Linked DNA regions of Muntiacus reevesi: region 2 is linked to region 1. A link is a contact called in public Hi-C data. All regions are on one chromosome and are shown on one strand. Each heading gives the region's core, a stretch centred on a gene start, on an enhancer-like site or on the middle of the called end of the contact. The rest is flanking DNA. Distances are from core to core; before and after follow the strand shown.

Region 1 (7,173 bases), core at 2,499-4,998:
ACTAATAACTTGGTTGTATGTGAGGAAACCAAATCAGCAACAAAAAATTGGCTCGCCTGCAATCAGGATTGGAGGTTGAATTAGAACTAAGAGCACTGGCCAAAGCTTTTCACTACAATTTTTTCTTTTCCTGAAGGGAAACAGAAGTAGAAATAGCCTTAGAAAGTAATGCAAAAATGTCTTAGGCAAGACTTCATCAAGAGGCAAGGGAAATAAACAATTTATGTACCAAAGGAGAGAACTCACCTGGAACAGAATTTATCTTATGCTCTCTACTGAATTTAAGGCTTGCCATACAGGTGGCTAGTAATAATGTCATGTGTGATTCGTACAATTATGCACTATTCTAAGATTAGTTCCTTGGTATCTCTAATTTTCTTGAGGAGGTCTCTAGTCTTCCCCCATGCAATTGTTTTCCTCTATTTCTTTGCACTGATCACTGAGGAAAGTTTTCTTATCTCTCCTTGCTATTTGTTGGAACTCTGCGTTCAGATGAGTATATCTTTCCTTTTCTCCTTTGCCTTTCACTTCTCATATTTTCTCAGCTATTCGTAAGGCCTCCTCAGATAACCATTTTTCCTTTTTTGCATTTCTTTTTCTTGGGGATGATCTTGATCCCCGTCTCCTGTATGATGTCTTGAACCTCCATCCATAGTTCTTCAGGCACTCTGTCTATCAGATCGAATCCCTTGAATCTATTTGTCGCTTCCACTGTATAATCATAAGAGATTTGATTCAGGTCATACCAGAATAGCCTAGTGATTTTACCTACTTTCTTCAGTATAAGTCTGAATTTGGCAATGAGGAGTTCATTATATGGGCCACAGTCAGCTCCCAGTCTTGTTTTTGCTGACCATATAGAGCTGCTTTTTCAGCTACAAAAACAGAATCAATCTGATTTTGGTATTGACCATCTCGTGATGTCCATGTGTACAGTTATCTCTTGTGTTGTTGAAAAGGGTGTTTGCTATGATCAGCATATTCTCTTGGCAAAACTCATTAACCTTTGCCCTATTCATTTGGTACTCCAAGGCCAAACCTGCCTATTACTCCAGGTATCTCTTGACTTCCTACTTTTGCATTCCAGCCCCCCATGATGAAAGTTCAGTTCAGTTCAGTTGCTCAGTCGTGCCCAACTCTTTGCGACCCCATGAACCACAGCACACCAGGCCTCCCTGTCCATCACCAACTTCCAGAGTTTACCCAAACTCACGTCCATTGAGTCAGTGATGCCATCCAACCATCTCATCCTCTGTTGCCCCCTTCTCCTCCTGCCTTCAGTCTTTCCCAGCATCATGGTCTTTTCAAATGGGTCAGTTCTTCACATCAGGTGGCCAAAGTATTGGAGTTTCAGCATCAACATCAGTCCTTCCAATGAACACTCAGGACTGATCTCCTTTAGGATGGACTGGTTGGACCTCCTTGCAGTCCAAGGCACTCTCAAGAGTCTTCTCCAACACCACAGTTCAAAAGCATCAATTCTTCGGTGCTCAGCTTTCTTTATAGTTCAACTCTCACATCCATACATGATTACTGGAAAAACCATAGCCTTGATTAGATGGACCTTTGTTGACAAAGTAATGTCTCTGCTTTTTATCATGCTGTCTCAGTTGGTCATAGCTTTTCTTCCAAGGAGTAAGCGTCTGTTTATTTCATGGCTGCAGTTACCATCTGCAGTGATTTTAAAGGCCCCCCAAAAAAAGTCAGGCACTGTTTCCCACCTATTTGCCATGAAGTGATGGGACTGGATGCCATGATCCTAGTTTTCTGAGTGTTAAGCTTTAAGCCAAATTTTTCACTCTCCTCTTAAACTTTCATCAGGAGGCTCTTTAGTTCTTCACTTTCTGCCATAAGGTTGGTGTCATCTGCATATCTGAGGTTATTGAGTTCTCCTGGCAATCTTGATTCCAGCTTGTGCTTCATCCAGCCCAGCGTTTCTCATGATGTACTCTGCATATAAGTTAAACAAGCAGGGTGACAATATACAGCCTTGATGTACTCCTTTTTGTATTTGGAACCAGTCTGTTGTTTCATGTCCAGTTCTAACCTGCTTCCTGACCTGCATACACAATCCTCAAGAGGCAGGTCAGGTGGTCTGGTATTCCCATCTCTTTCAAAATTTTCCACACTTTATTGTGATCCACACAGTCAAAGGCTTTGGCATAGTCAATAAAGCAGAAATAGATGTTTTTCTGGAACTCTTGCTTTCTCCATGACCCAGCAGATGTTGGCAATTTGATCTCTGGTTCCTCTGCCTTTTCTAAAACCAGCTTGAACATCTGGAAGTTCACAGTTCATGCATTGCTGAAACCTGGCTTGGAGAATTTGAGCATTAATTTACTAGCATGTGAGATGAGTGCAATTGTGTGGTAGTTTGAGCATTCTTTGGCATTGCCTATGATGAAAAGGACATCTTTTTTTGATGTTAGTTCTAGGAGGTCTTGTAGGTTTTCATAGAACCATTCAACTTCAGCTTCTTGAGTTTGAGTAAGGTCTGGGAGATAGTGGACAGGGCAGCCTGGTGTGCTGCAGTCCATGGAGTCATAAGAGTCAGACTCGACTAAGCGACTGAACAACAAAGGTTAGTCCACTTCTTGTGTTCTTTCTACTGTCTACACAATTGATGAGAATATCAGAGTTATAAAATCCAGAGTCAAAAGGATTATTTGGAATTCTCCGGCAGGTCCACTGGCTGGGATTCTGAGCTTTCACTGTCCAGTTCAGGGTTCAGTCCCTGGTCAGGGAACTAAGCTCCCTACAAGATGCCTGGCCTGGCCAAAAACAAAAGTCTCATAGTCAAAAGCATTATTAAAATAGGGTCTGGGGTCATACATAAAAATTCCTTCCCTCAAAGTACTTGCAAATGCGATGGAACAGTGCTTGCTCAAGTGTGTATTTTTATAAAAATCCTGGGTAGAAGGATGGACAGCTTAATTCATTAACGCAACTATGGTGTTGTTTCTTCAGTTTTGAAGAAAGTGGGCAAATTCTGGCAATTAACATGGCGCCGGAAGGGAGAAAATCTTAAGTGAGCGTGGATCCTCTGGGTGGTGCATATTTAGGCATTAGGAACTTATTCCCTAAGAAAAGGGATTGCAGCCAGAGGTAACCCAAAATGTCTCAAATTAATATTTTTGTAACGTGGCTGGGCTGACCACTGAACAGGCAAAGAAGGACACACTTGGAACCCAAATGTTTAAGCCCTACCATGTGCTCGCTGTCAGGGATTTAACAGCACAATTCCTTCCCTCATAGAGTTCATAAATTCAGAGCACACGCTAAGCACAACTACTGTAAGTAAACTACATGGCATATTAAGAAGTGTTAAGTGGCGGGGGTCCGACAGTATTTGGAGTTCCAATTCTACATAAGTTCCAATTCTACATAAGCCAAGGAGAACCTCGCATTTGAGCAAAGTCCTGAAGAGCGGTGGGGGTAAGAACCTTCGGACATTCTGGGGCAGGACGCGGAAGGCGGGGGCAGCAAGTGTCGCATTATCAGAATTTACAGCAGCACAAGGCCCAACGGGTACCTGGGAGGGCGAAATTGCTGCGAGTCAGAAAGCTTTCCAGGCAAAACTTAGCGGGCCGCTGCTAGCAGGGGACTTCTAGCCATCAAAGATTTTGTCCACCAACCGGAATCTCCCTCGACCCACACATGGCCTCAACGCCAACCAGACCACGCCCACCGCCCACAGGGCTCTGCAATGGGCGGTCCCTTGTTGCTCCGCCCCGCGACCCGCGCGCTTGCGGAGAAGCCAAAGGTCAGAGGTCGAGCATCCGTCATGGCGGCGCTGTGTCGGACCCGTGCCGTGACTGCCGAGAGTCATTTTCTGCGAGTGTTTCTCTTCTCTCGATCCTGTCGAGGAGCAAGCACTGAGAGTCGCTCCGGAAGCGAGAGTTCTGATTCCACGGAGCCGAGGCCGCGCTCAGGCGGCTTCGCGAGCGCTTTGGAGCGGCTCTCGGAGCTGCAGCGGAAGGCGGAGCTCGGCCGGACGAGGGTGAGTCGCGAGAGCTAAGCCAGGCACTCGTTGGCGGGCGGGGCCGGGGTTGGGGGCGGAGTCAGGGTGGAGCCCGCCGTAATGGGTGGAACCGGGGGCAGGGCGGAGTTTGGCGTCGTTGTTGGGCCGGGCTAAGTTGGGTGAGACCGAGAGGCGGGGCCGGGGGCGGGGTCCAGCGTAGGAAGTAGAGTCTGGGCAGTTCGCTTGGAAAAGTGTGCGGTCGTGTGTTTTGTCGGTTTGTTGTACTTCTGTATGGTATCTACATGTTGGGCCTGCGTTGTCCACACCCCTTTGAACGCGTCTTCTGAATTGAGTGCTAGAAGGGAAACCAGCAGCGAGAGCTGCCGGCGGCACGTCTAGGGCGACTCCTGGGACTCCGAGTGGGACTCAACGCTGGAAGAGGCTGGGCTCTCGGCTTCTCTTGTGCACAGCAGCTGCAGCGGGGAGCTCAATGTCTGGTGTTCCAGGCTCTTCAGAAATATTTCTTAATTCAGTGGATAGGTAAATGACAGAATTAGTGTCACTATGAAGTTGAGCAAGTAATTTAACCTATCAGTGCTTCACTTTTTCTGTAAATGACCTTTAAAAAAAAAAACCGTCTGCCCCAGGCAATAATTCTGTAAAATACGATAGAATTATTAGATAGGTGAAATGGAAGACATAGGCAGAAATGCAAATTAGATTTTTTTTTGAGCTAGCAGACATGAAGTTTGGCGGTATTAAACTGTATAAAAATAAACTCCCAATTTCTGTGCTTAGCCCCTTGGGAACCAGCCCCAAACAGTTCACAGACGGGTAGTGTCCTGGGTTACAGGAAACCGCCTGGCATCTAGCACAGTGCTTGACTGTTAGTGGGCACTCCGTGTTTGCCAGATGAGAGAATGAAGGAATAGAACGCACAGTGCACATTTGAACTTCAAGACAGCCTGGGCAGTCTTTGAATTGAGATTTCTGTGTGACAGCTCACAAACAGTTAAACAAGTGAGGATAGCACAGGCTTGAGCACGTAAATAAAACATGCTAGTCTAGAATAATAACAGAGCAAGAACAATTGTCAGAGCAATAAGAAAACCGAACACACCACGTTAGTTTTATTTTAGTGTTTATTGGAGGTATTCAGTATTTTTCTGCCATATTTATTATGAGGACTATGAGTAATTGATAGGTATTGGTGTAAAGATTCAATTTTGTGAAAAATCTTTCATTTCTCTCTTTGAAGTTTCTGGAACCATTCAATTGCAGAGTATTCTGACATTACAAGATGAATAAAGTTTGTCTTTATTGTGTGATCAGGAATTTTGAAAAAAATTGTAAAGTATAAAAGTGATGTGAAAGGAGAATATAAATAGCATTGAAGGTTACTGTGTGCATATAAAAGCCTCCTTTCCCTCATTTTCTCAAAGCTGGAAGGTGTATTTTTATAAATGTATACTACTAGAGATTTTATGTATGCATATATGAGTATAAGTTATTTATATATACAGATATACTTAAAAACATTCAGGTTTTTGAACTACATCATTAATGTTTAAGAATGAAAGCTCTGGATTCAGACAGTCTTGCTTTGAATTATGATTCTTCTATCGTTTACTGCCTGTGTTTCCTTGAAAAGTTATGTAATATCCATGTATCTTCTTTTCATTTTTTTTTTTAATAACAGGAAGCTCTATCATGGGATTATTATGAAACTAAATGAATTCATTATTTAAACACATAGTACAGGGACCTGGTAATGAGCACTCAGTATATTTTCATTGCTGCTGCTGAAAATTGCTCTTCTCACTTAAGTATAACTCAGAATATTTTTCCTTATCATTATATATGTGTAGTGTAGTGTGCTTACCCTTCTCCCTAGGTATCCAACAAGGGATTGGTTTCAGGATCCTCTGTGATACCCAAATCCTGGATACTCAAGTCCCTTATATAAATGGTCCAGTTAGCCTTCTGCAGCTTCCACATCTGCAAATATAGGAGGCTATCTGTATACCTCACTGAAAAAATATTTGTTTGGCATTCCATGGTTTGGATGTAGCATTATTTATCTAACCAGACCTTCATTAGTGAGCTTCTAGGCTTTTTTTCCCCCTCCCCTTAATACAGACAGTGCTACAGTGAGCATTTACATTTTTCTGCATATTTATGGGATATATAGGGCTTTCCCCAGTGACTCAGTGGTAAAGAATCTGCCTGCCAATACAGGAGACAGGGATTCAATTCCTGGGTGGGAAAGATCCCCTGTAGAAGGAAATGGCAACCTGCTCCATTAGCCCTGCCTGGGAAATCCCGTTGTCAGAGGAGTCTGATGGGGCTACAGTCCTTGGGATTGCAAAAGAATTGGACATGACTTAGCCACCAGGTGGCTCAGTGGTAAAGAATTCACCTGCCAGTGCGGAAGATGCTGGAGATGCCAGTTCAATCCCTGGGTCGGGAAAATCCCCAAGAGTAGAAAATGGCAACTTGCCTCAGTATTCTTGCCTAGAAAATTGCATGAATAGAGGAACCTGATGGGCTACAGTCCATGGGGTTGCAAAGAGTCAGACAGGACTGAACACGCCCTTATCCATATATATGGGGTATATACTGACAGTGTGCACACACAGTTTGAGTCTTAATAGATAACAGACTGTACCACACTCCCACTTATATATAGTGCATGACAGTGCCTGTTTCCCCACCCACTTATACATGGGGGGTATTATAAGTGGGTTTTCTTGGTATTGGGCAGTCAAAACAAAATACAGAAATTGAGAACTGGGTTGTTTATCCCTCACTTCTGATACTAGTTTGTAATTTTTATCAAAATAATTGCATGTTCACAGTTTTTGACTTAATATTAAGTAAATTCTGTGAATTTGAACTGATAAAATGCACTTATACCAACAAAATACTATGCTTATTGTTATATATATTGGATTCTATATAAGATTTAATTTGTAACATGGTTTCTGCTTTAAAGAAAGCTTTTGGAGCATAGACGGTTTGCTCTTCCCTAAACACAGCATGATATCTTTACCTTTACTCTTCCCTCTAAAATTAGCTTCCCTACCTACAAACTCCATGGTAAAAATCATCTCTTGTTAGGTCTTTTATCATCTCACCAACCAGATGAAACTTGTATTGAAAGTCCAGGGGCTTGATTAAAATGTGTGTGTGTGCGCGCTTAGTCGCTCAGT
Region 2 (7,173 bases), core at 2,655-5,154, 240 kb after region 1:
TGTGACATGGAAAATAATAATTATTAATATTCCCATTTTACAGAGAGGAGAACTGAGGCTTAAAGAGGTTAAATAACTGGCCACTTAGTCATGCAGCTAAGATGTTCTGAAACACACACCCATATGAGTAGCTTGACAGGGACTTTGGCTTCCCAATCCAACGCTCCTGGCTGGCTCAGTGCGCAGCACACAGGAGGGACTTGTCGAGTTTTCCAAGTGAATGCATAAATAAGCAAGACCCAGATGTTTCAAACACTGGCTGACTTCACCTAAAAGTCGTTTTGCCTCAGAATGGAGAGAGCAACTTGTCTGAAAGCCTAGAGGCAGCCCTTGTCTTCTCGAGGCTGTGGGTGGAGTCTGGTCCTCCTGCACACATTCCCAACACCTGTTTGCTCGAAGTCACCTGCGTTCATCACCAAACGGCCAGAGAGAGGGGCTCACCGAGGACATCTACAGTGGCCAAAGCCCCCGTGGATAACTGATGGTTCACGGCTTCTTCCACGGCGGTTTCCCCACCTGCCTACTGCTGTGTCTCTTCTGGACAGCTGATGATCCATAAGCCTCTTTCTTTCCTTTTTTCCCTATGCAGTCTCTGGAGTTCACCAGTGGGACTGAGCCACTGATTCCCACAGTGGTGGTATTTTTTTTTTAATTGAAGTATAGTTGATTTACAATGTTGTGTCAGTTTCAGACATATAGGAAAGTGATTCAGTTATATATAATTTTTTTAGTTCATTTACAATGTTTTTAGTTTCAAACATACATGCACAGTGATTCAGTTATATATATACATATATTGACTCTTTTTTAGATTCCTTTCTCATATACATGGGCTTCTCTGGTGGTTCAGTGGTAAAGGAACCTGCCTGCCAACACAGGACTCAGATTCAGTCCCTGGATTGGGAAGATCCCCTGGAGAAAGAAAGGGCAACCCACTTCAGTATTCTTGCTTGGAAATTCCATGAACAGAGGAGCCTGGTGGGGTCCATGGGGTTGCAAAGAATTGAACACGAATGAGTGACTGAGCACACACACTCACATAGGTTATCACAGGACACTGGCAGAGTTCCCTGTGCTACACAGCAGGTCCTTGCTGTTATCCATCATAAACAGTAGTGTGTGTGCATCCATTTCAACTTAAGCCTGTTTCATATAGAAATATTGGAGCTGTGATTTGAGGCTGAGCTCTTTTCCTCTGGAGGTCTCAGGAGTTCACCTCTGAAGAAGCCTGGCTCAAGCCAAGCCCTGTGAGTGAATTCCCAAATCTGGAGTACCCATCTATTCCAGGGCATCTCTTCCAAAGAAAACACAGAGAAAGGCAACCTGCAGGACACAAATAACTAACTAAACCCAGACTCCATAGACCAGGCAAGGAAATGGGCCCGCATGCAACCTGGAAGAGGCTGGTACTGCAGGAGCCATGAAGTATAAAAGAACAACACTCCATCACCCTTCCTCCAACCCCACTGTCTTGGAAAAGGCCCTTTCCCTAGAGGTTAGGCCTGGGGCAGCTGCGCTCCAGGGGAGAGGGGGTGAGTGTGCCAGAGTCAAAGCTCAGAAGCACTGGAAATGATGATTTCAATGCAGACCTCACTTTTGACGGAAAAGTAATACTGAGTATGGGAGAATTATTTTCCTTAGGTACCAATGTGGGTGAGGAATCCGCAACCCCTCTTTGTAGTTTCCTCTCCCCCACCTATCTGCAGCTTGCCCACGACTCCACAAAGTGGCCTAAATGGGCCAAGGCAGGAAAGGTTGACTCACTTGTAGATTCCAGAGGCTGGGAAAATTTACAGAACCACAGCGGGGTAGTGGACACAATGACTTCTAGGGCAGGGAAAGAAACTGAAAGTCAGAGGAACTTCTGGAAGGCAGAGGGGAGTGGGTGGATGGTTTCCTATGCCTGGACCACCAGGTTCTGGGAGGGAAGTGGCCGGTAGCAATGACCTGCTAGATTTAAGGCTGCGGAGGCTGAACTTGTGTGATTATATCAGACCCTAGAGAGCTCTGTCACCTGAGCCAAGAGCTGAGAAAGGAAATAGTGGGGTTATCCGCGAGGTTGGGGGCTGGGGTGGGGCAGAATAACTGAGAAGTGGCCTCCGGTGCAATACCAGGGCGCAAGGGTGCCTGGTGGGCCGGCCATAACAAATCCCAGTTGGCTGATGGAGGGACCCAGCCTTGACAGGAAAGCAGAAAGAGCCTCCTGGAAAGGACTGAGGGGCTCGAGGTGGTAGAGGTTTAGTGGAATACGAGGTTCAGTGAGAGTCAGGAAGTGGCTTACGGTGTGGGGGTGAGAGGCTGAGAAACATTCGATCCGTATCAGGCTCAGGCCACTGAGTGTGTGGCGTCTGAAATGTAGGCATTGAGATCAATAAACTAAGGAAGAATAGAAACGGACAAGCAACTTGCAAAGGTGACAATGTTTCTGTCATGCTTAACAATATTTATCGGGCTTTCCATCACTGAAGGACTGCAGTCCCCAAGAGTGGACTTCAGAGGAATATGTACTGCTCTGCTGCTTTGTCAGGGGAGAGAGATGCCTGGATTCCTAAATTCAGAAAAACCTCCTACAAATCAGGAAGCAGTCCGAGACACACAACATACATTTGTAAAACATCTATCTCCTTGAGGACTGGGAACTACACGTAGTACCCAGTACCCGCCACGCCACCCCCGAGGCGGAGGATGTGCAGGGGGCGCGTGTCTGTCTGGTGGTCAGAGACGTGAATCTCAGCAGCGAGGGCGGCCCCAGACGCAAATGCTCAGAGTCCCGCCACTCTGTCGCCCGCTGACAGGATCTGGCCGCCAACGCCTGAAAAAAAAAAAGAAAAAGAAAAAGAATAGCCCCAGCTGCCCCCCCATCCGCCCACTCCTGCCCCCCCGCCCCAGTCGGCCCAGCAAACAAGCGCTCCATTTCCCTGGATCCCAGATGCACAGGGAAATTTATTCCATCCCGGAGGCTGGGAAGCCCCTGCGGAAGCTAGTCCGTCTGCTGGTGAGGACAGAGCTCCAAAACCCGAAAAAGAACATTCCCCGAAACCACATCTTCCCCTGCAAGCGCCCGGGGCCCCGGGCTAGAGGCCACAGTGAACGGCGCCCCGGCGGCCGCTCTCCTGGCGCCCCGCACCCTCCGCCCGGCATTCGGCGCGCCGCCTGGCCAGGTGCTTCGGGCCCGGCTTCGCCTGCGGCGTGCGCCTCCCGCCGCCGGACACCGGCTGCCGGGCAGCCGAGATTTACCGCGGCCACAGGGCGGTGGCTTCCGGGGCCGCCCGGCGCCCAGTCTCCGATTACAGGTTCACACGGGGGGCCTGGCCCGCGGCCGCCCAGCCCCCGCCGGCGCGCCCTCAAGCGGCCCCGCTCCCCAGCCAGCCCATTCTTCTCCATTCATGCGGACGCCCAGCGCCGCCGCCGCCGCCGCCAGCGCGGCCGCCGTCGCCGCCGTCGGTCGCCCGGATTGGCTGGCGGCCGCGGCGCCGGCACTTTCCCACGGCCCGCGGCGCGTGCGGCTCACCGGCGGCGCTGCAGGCGCGGCCCTGGCGTGTGGCCAGGCCAATCGGGGCGCGCGGGGCGGGGCGGGGCCGCGGCCGACGGCGGGTTGGTGTCCCGGCCCGGCCTCCCCCGCCTGCCCGCCGCCGGCCCTGCGCCGCCCGCGCCGCCTCCTTCCCCCGCAGCGGAGGCCCGGTGGAGCCCCTGCGGAGCCGACACACCGCCACCGAGCAGGGGCGGGTGGGGAGGGCGGGCCTGGGGTTCGCCCTAGGCTTCAGCCTCGCCCCCGCCCGTCTCCTGAGAGGCTGCCAATCAGAGGAGCGAGAAGCCGGATTGGCCGAGGGAAGGCTGTTGCCCGGGAGCTACCGCCCCGCCCCTCCGCCCCCTCGTCCGCCCCCTTCTCTCCCCCGCCCTCCCCAGGGCCCTGGGAAGGGGCGCAGCGTGGGAAAGGGATGGTTGAGTTTTAACCGGAGGCAGAGCGTGAGCCGGACCAGTGTGTGCGGAACGCGAGCAGTCGAGCGCGGAGAGGCGCCGCTGCAGTTAACTCCTCCCTGCCCGCCGCGCCGACCCTCCCCCAGATTCCCCACTCAGCCAGCATGAAGCGAGCCCACCCCGAGTACAGCTCCTCGGACAGCGAGCTGGACGAGACCATCGAGGTGGAAAAGGAGAGTGCGGATGAGAATGGGTGAGTTGGCGGCGGGAGGCTAGAGTCGGCTGGCCTCGGTGACAGCGCATGAGAGCCCGGGGCACGCCGGCGCCCTGCACTGACCTCTGCGCATCTCCGGCAGGCCTCGGCCCCGGGTGAACGACCCGGAGGTGCTTTCAAGCCCAAGTTGCCTAAAAAATCTGAGTACGGGTAGGGCGTGGGGGCGACCTCTCAGATCACCTCCTCTCGCTTAACGGCGATTCCTGTCCCCCCCCCCCTCTTCATTTAGGAACTTGAGTTCAGCTCTAGGTTCCATGTCCCCAACTACATCTTCACAGATCTTGGCCAGGAAAAGACGGAGAGGCGTGAGTCTCTTTACAGTGCACCCTTTTTTTGGGGGGGGGGGGGGGTTGTTTGTTTTATTAATTAACGGGAAGAACCACCTTTCTTCACTTTAGAATTTACATCGTAATGGAAATGTCTCCCGTTGTTTTGCCTGCTTTCTCCAGATTATTGAGAAGCGCCGACGAGACCGGATCAATAACAGTTTGTCTGAGCTGAGGAGGCTGGTACCCAGTGCTTTTGAGAAGCAGGTAATGGAGAAAGTAGGTAGCTCTCTCGGTGTAGCTACCCACGCCTTCAGAATCCTTCGGCTCATTAATCTGAACCTCACCCGTGCCTTGGAAAATAACCGCGTTTGTGAGAAGGAAACAAATTCATCCAGATTCCCACATGTTTTGCGAAGATAATTTATTTTGCTGTTGTCTGTGCTTTTATGATTTACAGAGCACATCTGTGCGTATGTATTTCAAGTTGTTCCCCAAAGGCAGTAGGTGCCAAATCAGGTTTTTGTTGTTGTTGTTCTCTTCTCTAGGGATCTGCCAAGCTAGAAAAAGCCGAGATCCTGCAGATGACGGTAGATCACCTGAAAATGCTACACACTGCAGGAGGGAAAGGTATGTCTCATGTCCGGTGGGGCGCCTGAGTGCCTGGGGGCAGACACTAGCTGCCGAGGGCTAGGATTGGTGCAGTTGCTGCTTTATTTTTATTGCGCGCTTTGAGGGTGGAGAGAGAACGGTGTGTTGTGTGGGGGGTTGCCTGTAGGTGTACTTTCATGTGCACAAAGGTTTTCTCCAGTGAATTCATCACCCCAGCCCTCTGCAAATTAAGCTTATGCACCTTCTTTTGGAAAATACTTATTATGTGTGACAGGTAAAGTTGTGACAGCTCTGGTCAGGTAGCTCAAACCACATTTGTTTATTAACTTTTTGGAGAGAAAGCCTTTTTTTTTTTTTTTTAAATATATGGTCTTAATTTCATATACAAGATTCTTACACACATGACTCTTGAGGAAAGAAACCTGTTGTGATGAAGTAGAGAAAACCCCAAGGAAGGTGGGGGACCTTCTGAGTGTCTGTCTCCAGCCAGAAAATGCTTTACTCTGGACCAAGTGCCTAAAAGCTCCGTGATGATAACTTACATCTGTGTGTCTAATGAATTTCACTACTCTGTGGTTTTTCTGTCCTTGATGTGTTTTTTGTTGTTGTTGAGGGAAAACATGAAAGGAATGAACATAGTTTCATCTGCCGGTAGGGTATAATTCCAGTTTCTGCTTGGCAGTTTCTAATTGGGCTTTGAACTTGCATTAGCAAACACATACTTCTTATGTTGATTAATGCAAAGATTTTGGTAGACTCCCAAATATTTGGACTTTAAGAAGAGCCCGTGAATGCTTTTTTTTTTTTTTCCTTTCCCTTAAAGGATGTAGCTATTTGCCAGGAAGGGCTGCCTTTGGGATTGAAGACATGAGGGAAATGAGCGAAGCTCTGAGGATTTTCTTTTGTTCGTTTCCTCAGGCTATTTTGACGCGCACGCCCTTGCTATGGACTATCGGAGTTTGGGGTTTCGGGAATGCCTGGCCGAAGTCGCCCGTTACCTGAGCATCATTGAAGGACTGGACGCCTCGGACCCTCTTCGCGTTCGACTGGTCTCACATCTGAACAACTATGCCTCCCAGCGGGAAGCGGCGAGCGGCGCCCACGCAGGCCTCGGACACATCCCCTGGGGGAGCGCCTTCGGACATCACCCGCACGTCACGCACCCCCTGCTGCTGTCGCAGAGCACCCACGGGAACACTGGCACCTCGGGCTCGCCCTCGGAACCCCACCACCAGGGCAGGTTGGCCACAGCACATCCGGAGGCGTCCGCTTTGCGAGCGCCCCCTAGCGGCGGCCTTGGACCGGTGCTCCCGGTGGTCACCTCCGCCTCCAAACTCTCTCCACCCCTGCTGTCCTCCGTGGCCTCCCTGTCGGCCTTCCCCTTCTCTTTCGGCTCCTTCCACTTACTGTCTCCCAATGCGCTGAGCCCTTCGCCACCCACGCAGGCAGCAAACCTTGGCAAACCCTATAGACCTTGGGGGACGGAGATTGGAGCTTTTTAAAGAACTGATGCTGTAGAATGAGGGAGGGGAAAACTTCAATTCCCAGCTGCGCTGGGCTGTTGCCAACATCACCTTAAAGTCATCGGTAAAATAAAAAGGAAAAAGGTACACTTTCAGATAAACTTTATTGAAAGACGAAAGGTTTGTTGGTTTACTTTTTCTTTTTTAATGTTTTTTTAATCATGTCATGTGTTAGCAGTTTTTTAAAAAACTAGTTGTTAAATTTTGTTCCAGACGTTAAATTGAAATAGTGAGTATAAACCCACAAATTGGTGATAGGTTTGTACTGTGCCTAATTTACTTTGTTAACCTGTCTAAGAATGATTCCATTTTTGTCCCAAAGTTTTGGGGATTTTAACATTTAGTATTTTGGGTCTTTTCTTCTCCTTGTATAGTTACAGTCTCTTTTTAGAATTAATTTTCCAAACCACTGTGCTCAATGTTAACATGATGCTATTTTGTTAATATTTTGACAAGTAAGGTATTGTATAAATGATATTCTTTGGTGGGTGGGCTGTATTGAATTTTATATTTCTGAATAAAGCGTTGACAAATCAGATGATCAGCTTTATCCAAGAAAGACGACTAGCTAATTCTCTGC

The links. Hi-C and Micro-C count contacts between places; a contact is called where the count stands out from the background.
Region 2: a Hi-C map of muscle shows a contact between it and region 1, with 6 times the contacts expected there. The contact joins the promoter of HEY1 here to the promoter of MRPS28 in region 1. A contact is called at or near these places in 2 of 3 Hi-C or Micro-C datasets (blood and muscle).

Annotation. Positions count from the first base shown.
Region 1 is chr12:36,332,854-36,340,026 of mMunRee1.1, forward strand. MRPS28 (mitochondrial ribosomal protein S28) reads left to right here and starts at 3,749. Exons shown (of 3, transcript XM_065902529.1): 1 at 3,749-4,000. The coding sequence starts at 3,785.
Region 2 is chr12:36,575,606-36,582,778 of mMunRee1.1, forward strand. It overlaps HEY1 (hes related family bHLH transcription factor with YRPW motif 1), which reads left to right and starts at 3,905. Exons shown (of 5, transcript XM_065902697.1): 1 at 3,905-4,171; 2 at 4,422-4,497; 3 at 4,642-4,725; 4 at 5,007-5,088; 5 at 5,989-6,680. The coding sequence starts at 4,083. The coding sequence ends at 6,572.